Linked DNA regions of Zea mays: region 2 is linked to region 1. Evidence: chromatin contacts called from public Hi-C data. All regions are on one chromosome and are shown on one strand. The core of a region is the stretch at or near the end of the contact, and the rest is flanking DNA. Distances in the headings are between cores, read along the strand shown.

Region 1 (2,700 bases), core at 121-2,620:
GCATGGCGCATGGCGGCATGTTTTGTTGGGGCTAATTTCTTAGATGGAAGGTCTAAATAGAAAGAAAAACAAGTGACCACTGAAATTAAGCATGTTTGTCTCTCCATTCTCGCTTCCCTCTCCTCTCTAGCTTAAGCGGAGTGCGGCGATGAAGCTCCGTTGGCGTTGTCCGTGTGGTCGGCGGTGACGGTGGGCGGCGAGGAGGAGGCGGCGCCGTTGATGTTGAAGCCGGTCGGGGACGATGTGAGGACGGGAGGGGGAGGGGTGAGCCTGGACGGGTTGAATGACGGTGCAGCAGCGCCGGCGTTGGCGCATGGGGTTTGGAGGAGCGCAGCAGCGCCTGAGGAGGCAGAGACGCTGCGGCGGGCGCTGTGTCCGCCCAAGAAGTTGTGCTTGTTGTTGTGCATCCAGACCTTGAAGACGCCCTTGCCGACGCCCATGTCGCGGCACCACTCGTCCACGACGGCCTCGTCGCGCTTCTGCAGCCGCCACCCGAGCCGCTCTGACAGCTCCTGCATCCGCTGCTTCTGCTCGGCGGTGAACTTGGTGCGGAACCGCTTCCTGGGCATCGCGCCCCCGGGAGGCGGCGCGCTCGACGGCGTCAGCTGGGCTGGGGCCAGCCTCTGCGCCGCGGCCGCCACCGCGGCGCCAGGACCAAGCGAGAGCAGCATGTGCTGGTGCGGCGCCGCCGCCGGGAAGTATGACGGCGGCGGGGGTTGCTGCGCCACCGGCGCCGGCACGTGGTGCGGCGGTGGCGGGGACACTGACCGCTCCTCGTCGTACTCCGAGCCCTCCGAGTCGGAATCGGGGTCGTCGGCGTCGACTACCCCCGGGTGGCGGTCCTCGGGCGTATCCTCCCCGCCGCGGTGCGTCTGGCCGTGCAGCACGCTCGGCGGCGGCGGCGGCGGCGGCGGGAGCGCCAGCGGCGCGGGCGCAGGCTGCGGCGGGGAACCCTCCACCGTCCGGCGGTGGAAGTTGCGGTGGCACCCGCACGCCGCGCACTTGAGCGACGTCGGGTCGGCGGGGTTGGCCCCCGGCGAGGGCATGAACTCGCCGCACCCGTCCACGGCGTGCCCGCCCAGGCTCGCGGCGTGGTTCTTGAGGCACTCCCGGTACAGCGGCTCCCCGGCCGGCGCCACGGCCGCCGGCTTCGCCTTCTTGAAGGCGGCGCCGTTGGGGAACATGACGGGCTTGTACTTGACGTCCATCGCTTCCATGCGCGCGGCGCCCCCACTGGGCTTGACTGGTGGGTAGAGACGGGGAGAGAGGGAGAGATTACCTCTAGCTCCTAACCCTGGGCTTTAGCATGGGACGACGGTCGACGGGTCAAGGGAGGTGAGGAAAACAACAGGTAAGGACGTAAGGTCCGTAAGGAGGCGAAGGAAGGACGAGGGCGAGGAGATAAGCACACAAAGGGCGGTAGCAAGGCTAGTCGCTTGTGATTATCGAGAGAGTGAGAGAAAGTGTGAGCTCTGCGCCTCTGCCTCTGCAGGAGGGGGAAAGGTCGAAAGGAGAAGGGGACGAGCTCATTTTAGGGAGTGTTCAGTTTTGGAAAAATCCTATAGGTACCATTAAATTTTTATACTTATTTATTATGTGTTATTGAATGATATTTAGAGGATATTTTGTGCACATGTAGGTCCAATATAGAGATGGCAATAGGTACTCCAAGTCCGAAAACCGACGAGTTTTACCCGATATGAAGGTATGTACGAGATGATTTCTCTACCCCACGGTTATGTTAATGGGCAAGAACATGTATCATTGTCACTATAACCATCTAACAGAGTCCATCTTAGCTAAAATAAAACTCTTCTTTAGCTATCATTTGTCTAACTACCAAGTTACGTAATCATATGATTTGTTATATGTGAAGTTGAACTTGTTTTTGTATGTTTATTTAATATTTCGAGTGATTGGTATATTGGAATTTAAGACTTTCCTAGCGGGTACGGGTTATCCAAGGGGTAAAATTACCCGCGCGTGTATATATATGGGTAAGATTTATACCCGCAAGCATATATGGGTAACCTCACGAGTAGAATTTTTTTATGGATATGAGTATGGAATGGTACTATCTGACGAGTATATACCTGTTGTCATCTCTAGTCCAATGACACACAATAGATTGGTATAAATTTCGATGACATACATGAGATTATCCCTTTTAGTTTTCTAGGCTAAAGTTTTTTGGTAATGTTAAATGTTTGAATATTAAATATATACTTAATTATGTTTAATCAATCCATCTTATCTTTTAGTCTTTATCTGTAATTAGTTTTATAATTAGATTATATTTAATATCCACCATTCAAACATTCAATGTAATATGGACTAAACTTTAGTTAAGTGAGACCAAATATCCCCTTAGTCTGTCTCCAACAGCTTACCCATCATATCTCCTATCACATCTCATTTTAAAATTCACTATATGAACATTGCAGTCTAAAATGCAAAACAGTGTGAACCAACAGCTTACCCATCGTATCTCCTATCACGTCTTATTTTAAAATTCACTATAGGACCATTGCAGTCTAAAATGCAAAACAGTGTTTTACATGTCACACCCGGGTTTTAGGGGTCCAAAGCCCGGGCGCGAACATAAACACCAGGTGTGCTGGGACCAAGTCTCACACATATGATGCATAGTGGCACAGGATCGATTGTCACATCTTTACTATATAACAGGAGTTCTATACA
Region 2 (2,700 bases), core at 145-2,644, 350 kb before region 1:
CGCGGCTATCAATGCCACATTTACGGTCCAGGGAGGGATGGAAGGGGTGATCATGTTTTCTATAATGTTTGATGAGAGTCACACGGAGATTTGTGAATTTTTGGTGGCAACGTAGTTCTAAAAAATCGAAGGGACGTTGTTGGCCTACCTCATCCTACTTTAACATTAAACCAGACACACCCTTAATAAAACCTCTCACGCCAGGCCAACGGCGGCCTCGCCGGTGCATCCAGACAGCGGTCCAGCCACTGAAGCTCCCGTCGGGCATCCCAGGCCGTGCCCTGCCTGCCACGTGTCCCGGCGTTGAGCTTGGCACGAGCGGCAGGGAAGCGCATTCAATGGAGGGAGAGCGAAGTCTGCGTGGCAAGTAAATAGGTGTCCCAGTTCGGAGGTGGACTTTCTTCCCCTGGCCGTTGTTCTAGAGGATCGGCGATGGAGCGGGATCGACACCGCCGCGTCGTCGCCCGTCGATTTAAATGCTGGGGGGAACGGCCCTTGATTTGCCTGAACGGATCGGTAGGATACAGATACGGGGCCGTATAGTATACGTGTGGTGAATTGAATTGTTTAAGATTGCGTGGTCCAGATGGCACGCGCGGCGTTGCCGTTTGTGCTGTGAGTGAGAGCGTTAAGCTGGCGAAGGTTCAGCATTTCGGCTATATCACCATTGCGATGTTTCTCGCCAGGGGTACAACAACTACAAGCGCTGAATCGCAGAAAACAACATCGCGGAAAGCCGTTATGAAACGCATCCCGAGAGAGACTGGAACCAAAACTATTATTATTATTATATATAATAAAACCCCGGCGGTGACAGCGATCGCTTTTATTTGGAACACTTGGTAGGTAAGATAAGGCCCCGTCCTCCGTTTGAGGTGTGGGACTCCCCTGCTACCAAGGGCGGTGATCCGTTGCAGTAGGGTTGTTTGTTGTAGTAGGCCTTCAACCTTGTCATCTTCCATCCCCCCGTCCCTTTTGACGCCAGTTGATTCAGTCTCATCTGCCCAAACCGAACGGGGGGGGGGGGGGGGGGGGGGGGGGGGGGGGGGGGGGGGGGGGGGGGGGGGGGGGGGAGTGCAGTCACGGTCATGGCTCTGATCTGATCAGACCCCGTCTTCATCTTGACACGTACATATCCATGACAAAGAAAAGCGTTGGTTTAATTTGGTAGCAGCAGCGTGTCCAGATCCAGACCACTCTCAACTAAAGGACAAGGTGAGCGTGCTGCAATCTGCTCCGCATCGCAAACGGCCAAAAGGTCTCTGATAAATCCTTTCGCCCTTTTTTTATTGTTTTTTTGCTTGGCGTCCAGACAAAACGAGACATGAGGCGTTCGTTTGGGCCCATCTGATAACTGCTGGCTGGCTGGCTCGCTCGCTGCTGCTACGTCGCTGCGTCAGCGACCTGGGCTCGCTGCCAAGTCCCCCCCACCCCACCAACTCCAACAAAAAGGCAAGTTGGACTCCAACAACAGGAAATGGCAAGTTCTTCGCTATCCCCAGCCCATAAAACCCTCTCGACGGTGCTCCCATCGTCATCAGCTTGTCGTTGCCGCAAAATGATGGCCGGTTGTTCATCATGCATGATCATCACACACACACACACAGGTTCCTTGCTCATGCATCCAGAGACTTCCCCTTTGTCATGCATGTCCAGACAAAGTTTCAGTTCCTCCTCCCCCTCCCTTATTGTATTAACTGCTACCCAGCTTTGGCTGTACATCGATTTGGCAACAGGGCAAGCCGCCACTGGGATCGCGTAGCCTTCTAAAACCATTCGAAACTGGTGAGGACCAAACACTAGCCAAATCCAGATTCCAGACCAAACACTAGCTAGATTTCGCGACATGCATCACGACCGAAGGCAACTGATCTCGGCGCCACACCTCCAGCGTGTGGATGCAGTGCAGCCATGAGGCAGATAGATGCAACGAGATCCTCTGCCGTAAGCTCCTCCGGGCAGCACAAAGCACGGGCATCGTCATCCTGTAGGCGGTGGCGCATCCGGCGCGACGCTCGTGGAGAGCTAGTAGCTAGCCACCAAATAAAGGACTCCGCTCTCGATCGGCGCCGCGCGCATGCATGCTCCACAAGCTCTCGTGCCCCGCGCAACTTCGCCATGCCTAGGAAGAATGGCTACGTAGGCTGGTGATACCGAGTAATGCATGGCACTGTCAGAAACGTGCTCTTTATCGAGTGCTCGAGCTTTGCCGAATATAAAATCATGGGCACTCGACAAAGAATATTTTATCGAGTGTCACTCTCAACGAAAAATAACGCTCGCAAAGACCGGACCATTTTTGCCGAGTTGAACCAAAGACTTTGGTGCTCGGTAAGTACCATCGTTTTATCCAGCGCCAGAAGAACGTCCGCCTGCATTTATTCATTTGAGCAATGTCCCAGCCTCAAATTGGTCAGCAACTCTCTCCCCGCGTCGTACCCCCGGCTGGCTTAATTTCCTCGTAGGGTTCCTTGATGAGAAGCGAGGGACACCGCTGCCTGTGCAGCCACCTGCATGCATGCCAATCGAACCGACGCATAGCGAGTCCTTTGGCAGAGAGCTTACCGAAACTGTGCAATCATGAGGATCGAAATTCTTCCTTCTTGGAGGTGGAAGAACGTGTGTTGGCGTCGCTCCCTTCCTCGCTCTTTTTCCCTCCCCCACGACCAAGATTATCTATCTATCTCCATCCGGTAGTTC

The links. A called contact is a pair of places that touch in the nucleus more often than the background predicts.
Region 2: a Hi-C map of ear shows a contact between it and region 1, with 3 times the contacts expected there. The contact joins the enhancer-like site here to the promoter of LOC100284323 in region 1. A contact is called at or near these places in 2 of 25 Hi-C or Micro-C datasets (ear and endosperm).

The regions. Positions count from the first base shown.
Region 1 is chr2:186,151,303-186,154,002 of Zm-B73-REFERENCE-NAM-5.0, reverse strand. It overlaps LOC100284323 (ZF-HD homeobox protein), which reads right to left and starts at 1,370. Exons shown (of 1, transcript NM_001157218.2): 1 at 1-1,370. The coding sequence starts at 1,217. The coding sequence ends at 132.
Region 2 is chr2:186,503,310-186,506,009 of Zm-B73-REFERENCE-NAM-5.0, reverse strand. No RefSeq gene overlaps it. Among protein-coding and RNA genes, the nearest start is that of LOC100193730, 9.1 kb to the left of the region's middle. Within about 2 kb of position 1,394, at least 20 of the 20 cell types and tissues checked have an H3K27ac peak or open chromatin away from gene starts, as enhancers often do. A contact at or near this core is called in ear and endosperm, where this site is marked.